2 separate regions of the Arachis hypogaea genome follow, and region 2 is linked to region 1. A link is a contact called in public Hi-C data. All regions are on one chromosome and are shown on one strand. Each heading gives the region's core, a stretch centred on a gene start, on an enhancer-like site or on the middle of the called end of the contact. The rest is flanking DNA. Distances are from core to core; before and after follow the strand shown. Region 1 holds the start of LOC112711022 (organelle RRM domain-containing protein 1, chloroplastic). Region 2 holds the start of LOC112711023 (putative F-box protein PP2-B12).

Region 1 (5,933 bases), core at 1,212-3,711:
AATTAATGAAACCCATAACTAACATAAGCAAGAAATCAATAATAACAATGAAGATAAGCAATAAAAGAAGCATGGAAACATAAAATTGCAATGAAAGAAAATTAAATCTAAAAAAGGTTCATAAACATAAAAGAGAACAAAATAGAAATTAACAAGTAAAACTAGAAAAGTAAAGATGTAATAACGAGAAATTAAAAGGGAAAACTAAATCAAAACAAGAATTAAAAGTTGGATCTAAGAGAATTTAACCTAAACTACCTTAAATTCTAGAGAGAAGGGAGAGCTTTTCTCTCTAGAATTCTACCTACAACATGATGAAAACTAAACTATGACTTCTCTCCCCCCCAAATCTCTTGCCATCATTGGGTTCAAAAGCATCAGAAATAAGTTAGATTTGGGCCTCCTTGAGCTCAGAAATCGCCCCCAGCATATTGCCCTTAAGTTGGTCACGTGCTGCTTGTCACGCGTACGCGTGGGGTGATGCGTGTGCGTGGCCTTCAGTTCAACAAATCCTCATTTCTTCATTAATTCTCCATTTTTGCATGTTTTTTCTTCATTCCTTCAACCCAATATTTGCCCTCTAATCCTGAAATCACTTAACAAACATATCAAGGCATCGAATGGAATTAAAGTGAATTCAAATTAGCAATTTTAGGACCTAAAAAGCGTGTTTTTACTCTTAAGTACAAATTAGGAGCAATTCACAAAACCATACTATTTCATTGAATAAATGTAAAAAAATGTGATAAAATCTCCCAAATTAAGCACAAGATAAACTACGAAATCGGAGTTTATCAATTACACAACTGTACCTTATATCTACATTGCTATACAGATTAAAAAGAATAAAATGAATTAATTAGCACTAACCTTCTTATAGTTTGTAAAGGCAAACAATTTTTGTTGCTTTCAGTGCCACCAACTTCCACTCTTGATGAAGGGGGCTTGACAAAATCGAACCTCAATAGATCCGCGACCGATCAAAATGATATGCATCCATAACTTTGGTGGCAGGCTACTATAATTTATATCTCCCATGCGAATTTATACGTAGTATTTCTTCCATTTATCAGGAGCCACAGAGCAACCAAATTGGAAAGCAAATGGAGACTTAAGGTTGCATTAATCCACAAAGAAAACAATACAAGCCTTTTTTTTGGACTATACAAAACGAGATCTGCTACAACATTCCTCATCAACATCTGATAGAAGGGTCTAAAGCAAATTATCCTACAACTCCTTGTTGGCCCATTTTTTATGGCATAATCCACCTGGATCCACCACAAAAAAGTCCAAACGAATGTGATCTTAACTAACAAAGTTAATGCAACGTTAATTAATTTTTGCTGACAAGACCTACACGTTTTCCATAGATGTCATATTCAATCTGTCACGTTTTAAACCCAACTTATGTACCATGTATCGTTAGAGGGAGGCGTCTGTGTGGTTGTCATCACCCAAGGACAAATTTGGCGTTATCAAGGTAGAACTTTCCATCAAATAAAAGATGAAAAGCCAAACAAATGAAAAATCTAAAAATAAAAAAAATCAAATTTTGTAATTTTTTATAGTTTGATTTAAATTTTGGTTTTAAAATGAAAAACCTAAAATAAGTCAAACTAAATCAAACCTAAAATATGAATAAAATCTCAAAAATACTCTTAATCCTAATGGTCCTCGACCTAATATTTAATTTGGTCTTTGAAATTTAAGATTTGACTTAAATTGACTCCTAAAATTACAATTGACTTAATTCGTATTCCAAAATTTACAATAATAATTCGCGTTAGCCTCTTAACTGATTTCTCTGAATAGTGTGTTAATTTTGCACGTGACTAAGTTTTCTTATCTAAATTCTATATGATTGAAATTTACCAAATTTTTTAGAAACTTGACTAACTCTCTAATATTCTTACAAAAACTGCAATGACAAATTCAATTTAAAAAGTTTAGAGCTCTAAAGCAATGCTCAAACTTTTGAGAGCTTTAAAATTTAAATTACAGTAAATTATCAAAATAATACGTCACTAACAAAAATCAATTCAAAAATTAATATGAATTACAATTATAAATTTTGAGATTCAATTTAGACCCATTGAAATTTTAATACATTATTTGAATTGAGAGAATTTGAAGAAAAAAAAAATAGGTGAAACAGTAAATCTTTTATTGTTTGGATAAAAAAAATAAAATAAAAAAAATAATGTAAGACTTATTAACATATTTTCACTCAAAAAAAATAAATATAAAAAAATGTATAAACATTAATAAAATTATACATTTATTCTTTATTATTAATAAATTATAATTTTTATATAATATAAATAAAGATATTAATGTAATTTTATGTGCTTATGATTTTTTTTCTTATTTTTCTTTCGTCTAAACAATTTTTATTTATTTTTAATCTAAATAACACACACAATTTTTTTTTAATTTTCTTTTTTTCTATTTTCTTTTCAAACAAGGTGTATGGGTGAAAATTGAAATCGAGTTCCACCTTCGAATTTGGGAGTATTAACTCCTATCACTAACATTTTATGTTGTAACATACCAGAGTCACACGCAATCCAGCAGTCCAGCGCCACCAACAACGTGACAGAGCTCTCCACTCTCCTCAGTGATAGCCCCTAGACCCCTCCACTCTTTGCCGGCAGACAGCGTCACAGCGACACAACAACACTGGCATCCCATTCAGCCCTCGCGACACAGCAACAGTCGCAGTGCGGTCGCCTTCTCACCTTCCTCCGTTCCGTAGCCGCCGCCTCCGTCGCCTTCCTCGGTAGCCACCGTTTCCTTGCCGTCGCCTTCCAGATTCCGCTGCTGCCATCATCCTCCACACCTTCCTCCACGCTCTCTGAGTCTCTAGAATGGAGATGCCTCAGGTAATTTTATTTGTTTCTAAATGATTTGTTTCTACTTTCTAATTTTATCTTTTCAATTTGAACAAAATTAAAGCTAGCTTGTGTTGGTTTTTTATTTATGGAGTTGCTGAATGCTGATGAACAGAATTTGTATGCCTGGGTTGCTGCTGAACTGAATTTTATTTGGTTCTGAACTGGTTTTTTTTTTAATCTACTTTTTGGTTATGATTATATGTTCCTGGTTCTGATTTTTTGGTTAGGGTTTTGGTTATGGTTATTTGTTCTTGTTTCTAATTATTTGGTTCTAATTTTTTATTTGGTTATGAACTGATTTCTAAATTTTTATTTGATCTGAACTGATTTTTTTGACAATTGTTTGGGTGAGCTTCTACAAAAATATAATATTTTTTTAAAATATTTTTAAAAAAAGTAGAAGTAATTTTATGTTTAGATATCTCATGTAAAAATATTTTTTATTTAGCAATTGTATATCTGTATTTGGGTATAAATGATATAAAAGTAATTTTTTATTTATTTATTATGTTAAAAATATGTTTTAAAAATAAAAAAGATCTTTTAAAAAAATATGTAAATTGTAGTTTTTAATAAAAGATGTTTTCTTTTTTTCTAGTTCACCCAGACAAGCACTTATTGTATGTTTTGTTATTATTATGTGTTCTTGGTTCTGATTTTAAGGGTAGGATTTTGATTCTTTTCTGATTTGTTCTTGTTGTGAATGTTTGGTTCTAATTTTTTTGCTTTATATTTCTGCAGTTTGATTGATCCCAGGGCAAGTGAGAACATTGGTGTTTCAGAAGGTGAAACAGTTTAAAAACCGACAAAACAAACCAAACTGTACTGCGAACACCTCTAGTTTCGGGTGTTAGCCCTTTTTCTTGCCCAAAAGAAAAAAAAAAAAGATGGAAGTTATGTCTTTTTCTGTCACATTCACCCAATTTCATACATTTTCCTTTCTGAAACCAAAAGTAACAACAACCGAAATTCAGGGCCTTTCACTACCCAATAATAGGAGCAAACATTGCAATCTTTATTCATTTTCTTCTTCATCTTCAAGAAGTATAGCAGCAACAGCAACACTATACCCTTCCACCACCCAGAAGAACCGCTACTGGATGGTACTCATGGAGCCTCCACCTCATGGTGTCACCTCCAAGTCACAACTCATCGATTATTACGCCAACACTCTACACAAAGTCCTTGCCAGGTTTTGCCTCCTTTTTCATGCTCGTTCTCTTTTTATTTTTAAGTTGAGCTGAAAATTACTATAATTTTTGTTTCAAACAGTGAGAGAGATGCTCAAATGTGTATATATGATGCTTCCTGCGATACACACTTTGGTTTCTGTTGTGACATTGATCCACAAATAACCTCCCAACTCACAAGTAAGTTGTTGCTTTTCTTATTAATATAATGCATCTTAGATGTTTGAAGTTTAGTCTGTGGTATAGTATTGCACAATTGGCAATTACCATTGGTATTATACTATTATTCTTGAAGTAACTTCTCTGTTATTGTGCCCATATGTTTTTAGGTTTACCGGGGGTCTTGTTGGTTAGGCCTGATCCGGATTTCAGTTCTTCGAAAAAGGACTATAGTCTATCAAGTGGTCAAGAAGGTCTGCTATCGAATTCAAAACTACAATTTGAAACCAACATGTTATTCTTTCTTGAGAATTCAAAGCATTGGCTTGTTAGAATTGATAAACCTGCTGTTGGGATTGTTACAAAGGCTCAGATTGTCGATTATTTTGTTCAAATATTGACCAAGGTGATGGGAAAGTAAGAACAATGTACTTCTTTTGCATTAATTTTTATCACCTTTTCTTTTTACCTAAAGTTAGATGACAGTAATGTCTTCCCTATGTAGTGAAAAGGATGCTCAGATGTGCATATATCATGTTTCCTGGAAAAAAATATTTGGTTTTTGCTGTGAACTTGATGACGACTGTGCACAGGAGTTAGTTGGTTAGCACTGTTATGCTTAAAATTCAGTCATTTTGTGTAGAAGTATAAATTTCCACATTAAGTGTCCTTTTGTGGCCCAGGTGTGCCTGGTGTCTTATCAGTTCAACCAGATAATAATTTTGAGTCAGCAAATAAGGATTATGAAGGTTAGCAATCTTTCCAATAATTTTTGTGTTAGTTTCTTTTATGTGCATTTGAAGATCCTTGGTCTTAGCCCACGTGATACTTGGTTCTTGATTGCATTGAAAATCCTTCTAAATTCAAGGAAAAAATCATATTGTTTCCACTCCGTTTAATTTAATATAGGTTGTATTTTTTTAGATAAACAGTATACGAAACTTGAAATGCGCAGGTGAGTTTTATTTATAGGTCATAAAAAAATTTTGCTGAGTTAACATTTGGTGTAAAATTTCTTGTTTAGGTTGATAGTTTATAATTTTCTTTCTATGAGATTGTGTTCAAATACCTAATTCATGGTTTTCTCAGGTAATAACTTAGAAAACAGTTTGAGTGTGCAAAAATCTTTTGAAACAAGTCAGGCAGCTCCCCTGCAAACGAAAAAGCTTTTTGTGACAGGTACTCACAAGACTGACTCTGGATATAAATCGATCTTCTGTTCTGTCCCTGTGTATATATGTTATATGCTGATTTTTCAACTAAAAAAAATGAGAACTGCCTTTCCTTTCGAAAATATTTAAGTTAATGACCATGAAAAAAATATCAGTCAAAGAAAATCATTTTTTTTTTCCTTGAGAAATTATTCATTGCATTAAGAAAGTATTAATTGCTCTAATGTGGCTATCATGTTGAGTTTCATTTCCATACCATGTACCTACTTTTTATTCTGTGGGACAACACAATTTTATCTTAAGGAGAGCATTCTTGGTTCTCAAAAGATATGATACCACTTGACAATTTATTTTAATATTACAACATTTTTCTCTTAAACAGGGCTATCGTTTTATACATCTGAGAAAACCTTACGTGCAGCATTTGAAGGCTTTGGTGATCTTGTTGAAGGTAGCTCATCCTTCAAATATTGCATAATTTGCTCATCAATATTTAGTCTCTCAAGACCAAAGCA
Region 2 (5,933 bases), core at 1,809-4,308, 240 kb after region 1:
TACTGATCATCAAGGTTATCTCTAGGTGGTTGTGGTGGTCCGGCTGCAGCCACCATGCGAGTTCGGTTGAATATCCCTACCCGACGAGGGACGATCTGATACCTTAGCCTCTTTCCCCTTTCCGGATCAAGGAACACGGTTCTCTTGTGGGTTTCGCCTCCAGCAACTGCAATGGAGACCTCAATTGATTGGTACTCGAAACCATAGGCCCCTGCAGAGCTTGGCTTGAACACAAGGTATGCCCCATACAATGTGTCTGGCGATAGCATGTGAGTATTGATCCAACCCCTGATTTCCAACCAGCACACACTCACAAGTTCGGCCACCTCGGAAAACCTGCGATTATGTTGGAATTCAAACTATGATCACAAACTCACCTGCAATAGTGCAATATATGTGGTGCTTTACTACAAATCTTTTAACATAATTAGTTCCAATTACTTTTGTTAAACCATATTAACAACAATGAGGTTATGATGGCTGTTAAAAATAGATATTCCTCAAAAAACAGGAAAACCATCTACTTAATGTAACACTTAAAATACATAATAGATTTTCCTTGATACCTTTGATTTTATAGAAGAATCTTGTATGTCCAGCCTTTATTACATCTCTTTTGTACACCTCCCAGACCTTTTACTTTTGGTATTAAAAGTGATTGATAACAAACAAGATAAAAAAATTTGTCTTGTATACCATATAAAGATTCTGTATAAAAGAGGTGTACACAGAAGATAGTACAAATATCATTTCTTGTCTTTATAGGGGTACAAGTAATCTTTTCTAGTTGAAATTTATCAAGATAGAGACAGGGAAGATAGAATAATTAGTAAGTAGCAAATAAATTACCTTGCCTCCGGAAGAGGAGTCCACTTCCAATACCTGGGAGTGTCTCCCCATACTATAGAGAGCATCCTTGGAGATAGCATGTAGCATTTCTTCCCATAAGCTTTATCCAGTTGAAAGCTCTGAAACATTCATTTGAAAACATAAATTAATAAAGTATATAGTTTTTTTGAATGTATAAAGTATATAGTGTTAAATGGAATAGAGTGAAATAAGATGGGATGTATGGGCATTGGGGAGGAATGCTATATGCATCAACATTTTTTTTTTTAGCATTAAAAATGAACAACAGAGAATGTAATAAATTTTAGATTTTAATATTAAAAAAGAAAAACGAATCTGTACACTTAAGATATACAAGTAGACATCAATGGAATATAATAATTATGAGAGAATAAGATAGCATTTAAAATTCCATTTCATTCTTCCCAAAACGGAAGGCAAGAAAAAAGATGCTATCAGATACATAGAATCTATTCGATCCTTATCCTTATCCATTCCACTACATCTCATTTCTATTCAATCCAAACAATAGAACCGAATAAATTCCCTTTTCTATTCCGTTACATTCCACCTTGTTTCATCAATCCAATCAGTTTTAGATGTACTTCACAATCCACACGCCTCAAAGAAAAAAAAAAAAAAAAGAGCTGCTAATCACATTTCTCTTCAGTTAATTTGAGTGTGTTTTCACATTCCCAATCTTCCATTTTTGAACTCCCAAAATTATGGTTTGTTCAAAATCATGCTATTCCCGTAAGTCACATAACAAGCTTTTCCTCAACAATATTCCTTCAACTATATAGAAATCAACTACCTAAACGAAATTAAGAATGGATCTAATTTGCATGTAATTTCAGTATTAAAAATAAAATAATATAAAAATGAAGACCGATACAGAAACATTTTATATTAGATTAGATAATAATAGAACTCAGCCAACAAAACAGACAAGATTGAACAAACTAGCAGAGATCTCATCAAATCACATTATACAAGGAAATTACCTTTTTGCCATCATCAACGAGTATCGGATTTTCGCAAAGAGAGAGATAGAGCTGCTTCTTGGAACGGCAAGAGGAGGAGGTGGACTGTGAAACAATGTCGTTGTAATCGGAGGGAAGGAAGCGATCCCAAACGGAATCTGATTCAGCGGCGGATCGGAATGTAGACGACACCAGCGCAAGGCTGCACGCGTCCCGAGGAGTCGTCAACGACACAACGTTCGCTATGCAGCCTTCCGGTAGGTCCTGAAACCCCACGCCTTCACCCACCATCACCATCACCATCATCACAACAACAAATAGTAACTAAATAATTAAACGACGCCAAGAGGATGCTGCGTTTTGGTGTGAATCTGTGCAGAGTAGAGGGTGCTCCAGTTATTATTAACGTTATTGATTTTGGTTGTGGGGTGTGTCCGTATATAGCGGTGGGTAGTGGTTATGGTTACAGATATTATTATTAGATAGGAATTGGGGAAGAGACTAGAGAGAGATATTTATTTATTTATCGAGTTGAATTGAAAGCTGAAAGGGAAAGCTTAGCGGTTAAGTCTGCCTTGGCATCGTTTGTGTGGCAGTGGCACATTTGCCCGCAGGAAAGGAAATTTGGTGCCGGATGATGATTGTGTGAGTGAATAAATATCTATGATTTTTCTAATTTATCACCACCCGCACTGGTACACACGTTTTCTCCCAGATATTTCTTTGGGTCATCATAACGTTGCTTATACCACCTTAGTTTGTATTCATTGTTGTGTCGGTCTGTCTTGGTGGGCGCAGTATTTTTTAACGTTTCTGACATAGAAGTTAAGGATAATTATAGTGTACAGATTTCATTGTATAAAGATTTACAGATATTCGAATTGGAAGAATTTAGAGGTGACAGATGTCCAAGAGCAATGTAATTGGGAGCAGCGTGGTAGTTTGTGTAGAATGATACAGAGCCGAGCTACTGAAGCTGGAAGGGTGGATAGCTCCATTGGTTTTTTTTTTTTTTTTTTGGAAATATCGAAATGGATAGTTGGAGCCAAGCATACTGTTGCAATGATTGGGTCGGGAGACCAAAAACATTTCACATAAGGCCTTGGTTATTTTAGGTGCTATTATAGATAAGAAAAACTATGATGTAGGAGAAATATAACATTGAAGAGTATATGACTCCTAAACCAAAAACGAAAGAGCATATCATCCAAATGAACAATATATCTCTGGGTGTGTGTGACTAATATACGTGAAGATTCAAAAATATAAATACATTAAGATTAAATATTTTAATATTTTTGTATATTATTTTTGTCTAAAAGTCAAAATTTTTTTGGTTGACGCTATAATTACTGAATACTAAACCCCTAATTCAATGTGGAGTGTTTGGGTGACATTTTTTTTTGTATTTTAAGTATTATTTTTAATTAAAAGAAGGCAATAGAAAATGTTACTTTGATTAGTATAGATGTGAGTAGGCCTCTAATGTGAAAATAGTATTGGTGACGAGTAGAAGTAAAATCAGAAAACAGTTGACAGTTGGTCTTCAGGATATTTTGGGTGGAAGTTATGAAATAGTAAAAGGAGTGACAATGACACAAAATGAAGGTTAGATTCATGAATAATGCACTTGACTTGTTTGTTTGTTGTGGTGAAAGTAAATCGTCACACTAAACCATAATAGTAAACCCTAAATAGTAAATCCAAAACCCAAAAAACCGACTAATTTGTAAATTTCTTGTTGAGAAGGTACAATGTAGCACTAATTCCGGAACATCATACCTGAATCTAGTACCCGAAAACTCGAAACCAAAAAAACCTGAACCATAGTCTTGAAACCCAAAAACCGAGAACAATAAAGCCTATCATACCCTTAAAGCCTAAATTGCAGTTAATTTGTCTATTTCTTTAGGTGAGACTGTGAGAGGACACTGTAACACTAATTCATGAACCGTGAACCATAAACCATGTAAGCTGAACCGTAAATTATAAATCCTAAATTTTAAACCGTAATTCATGATCAATAGTCATTAAACGATAAACTGCAATCCAATAAACCGGTCAGTAGAGTGGACTAAATCATAGTTGTAAGAACTAACGCGATGATTGAATCGGTCAGATAACTGGTTTACTAGTTTGTTGGTTTAATAGATAAGTTATTGATTGAACCGATAGAATCGGTCCTACGCAAGTAAAAAAATTAAAATAGTCACAAGTCTAAAATGACAATTTAAAATAGATATCATCACCAATATTTTAAAAATAATCAAATTTTAACAAATTATAATAAGTTATTGTTTAGGAATCATGGCATAAGTATATAAAATTGTAGTACATTTTTATAATAAAGAATTTATAATTTTATTTTAATGCTAAAGTAACAGTTTTTTATTCCAATATTATTAAAAAGTGCTTAACCAAAACTAAATTTGAAAAATCCGTTTTTAACCGATTTTTAAATTTTTTTAATCGGTTAATAACCAATTTTATCATATAAAATTAATTTGATTAATTAACCAAATAATGAACAACCTTATAAATAATAAAAAAGTATGATTAATTTAAATATAAGCGAGTATAAAATAAAAATAATTTTTAACAAAATTATCTTATGTTTTAACTGTATAAATAATAATTAGCATATACAATAACAAAAAATAACAGCTTAATGGTAATTTAGGAAGCATCCAATAATAAAGAGGACTTGTTTCAGATCACGTCTTCAGTAATTTTGGAATTCTCCATGAAACGGTTTGATTGAACTAATTTTCTACCAATTTTAAAAATAACATTTTGTAAGTATTGTATCGAGTTGAATATTTTTGTTTGTAATTTAAATTTTGCGTATTTTTCAGGGTATTAGCTGGAGGATGATTTAATTTTCTTACGGATACTTGGAGATATATACATTGGAAAAGAATTTTAAAAGCAGTTAATAAGAGAAAAAAAAAATTAAGAGTTCTATTTACAAAACAGATATAAAGAATATGAAGTTATTAGTTAGTTATTAAAGCTTGGCATGAGATAGTGTATCGAAACTGTTTTAACATAGAATTCATCAAGGAAAATGTTGTAAGTGACAAAAAGAAACTTACTATAATTAAAAAATACATTATATCACTGGTCAACTTATAATTAACATATTAACACTCATTAAATCATTAGTGAATTCATCGGCACTTTCGCAAAGAATAAAAAAATATTTTTTTTTCATTTAACTAAACCAGCAATAGTTATTCTGCCATCTCGTCTTCTACTTAACTGACTGAACTTAATTCACCTGTTTCTTCCTTGAGTGAAAACAAAAATTGTTCAATGTATTTTTTTTCTTAACAAAACTCACCAATTTTAATTTTTCTTCACTAACTTAAAAACAGAAACTAATAGCCTATACACCATATTAGGCACAACAAAATTCTCAGCACAATCGTTAACGTGAGAGTAAAAACCCTTTCCAGATTTTAATCACAAAAATTAAAAAAGAAAAAAAATTGTCTATTATAATATCAACAACAAATTAATATCTAATTATAACTCATTCACAAGCTTCATTATAATTTATATATATGGCTTGTCCCCTATGAAACAAAATTTTGGAATTACCATGTCCATGTGTCTACTGTCTTTGAAGTTACCCATACTTAGTAGAGTGCAACAAGTCTTCAACTCTACAACTACTCTAATTCAGAGGCAATCAAGCATAGAACATTCTTTTCTGAATTAACCAAGCAATTTACAATACAACACATAGAACTAACAGCTTATATCAATTTTCATGGAGAACATGTGAACCATCAAAGTGCATACTAAAAGATGACAAAAACCTACATGGACAATACCAGGAAGTGCCATCTCAACAACTATATATTCATTATCATGCCTACCTTGCTAGCAGTACCCATAGCAATAAAATCTTTCAAAACCCAGCATCATCATCCAAATCTATAGTTGTCCATGTTGTAATTACAGTGCTTATTCATTCAATTCTTTGCCTTTTCACTCATATTTTTTCTGCAAAAAAAAAAATTATTCCTACAGTTTGATCCCACAATTAACGACTTCAACAGTAAAAGATTGGTTATCTTAAGTTCTTAACTAATC

What was found. Hi-C and Micro-C count contacts between places; a contact is called where the count stands out from the background.
Region 2: a Hi-C map of leaf shows a contact between it and region 1, with 4 times the contacts expected there. The contact joins the promoter of LOC112711023 here to the promoter of LOC112711022 in region 1. A contact is called at or near these places in 2 of 8 Hi-C or Micro-C datasets (leaf and an unstated tissue).

What each region holds. Positions count from the first base shown.
Region 1 is chr9:70,550,006-70,555,938 of arahy.Tifrunner.gnm2.J5K5, forward strand. LOC112711022 (organelle RRM domain-containing protein 1, chloroplastic) reads left to right here and starts at 2,462. Exons shown (of 11, transcript XM_072203003.1): 1 at 2,462-2,885; 2 at 3,639-4,089; 3 at 4,170-4,267; 4 at 4,417-4,663; 5 at 4,752-4,849; 6 at 4,951-4,995; 7 at 5,801-5,869. The coding sequence starts at 3,785.
Region 2 is chr9:70,786,127-70,792,059 of arahy.Tifrunner.gnm2.J5K5, forward strand. It overlaps LOC112711023 (putative F-box protein PP2-B12), which reads right to left and starts at 3,059. Exons shown (of 3, transcript XM_025763555.3): 1 at 1,854-3,059; 2 at 850-968; 3 at 1-336. The coding sequence starts at 2,138. It overlaps LOC112711024 (a long non-coding RNA gene), which reads right to left. Exons shown (of 2, transcript XR_003157167.3): 2 at 5,354-5,843.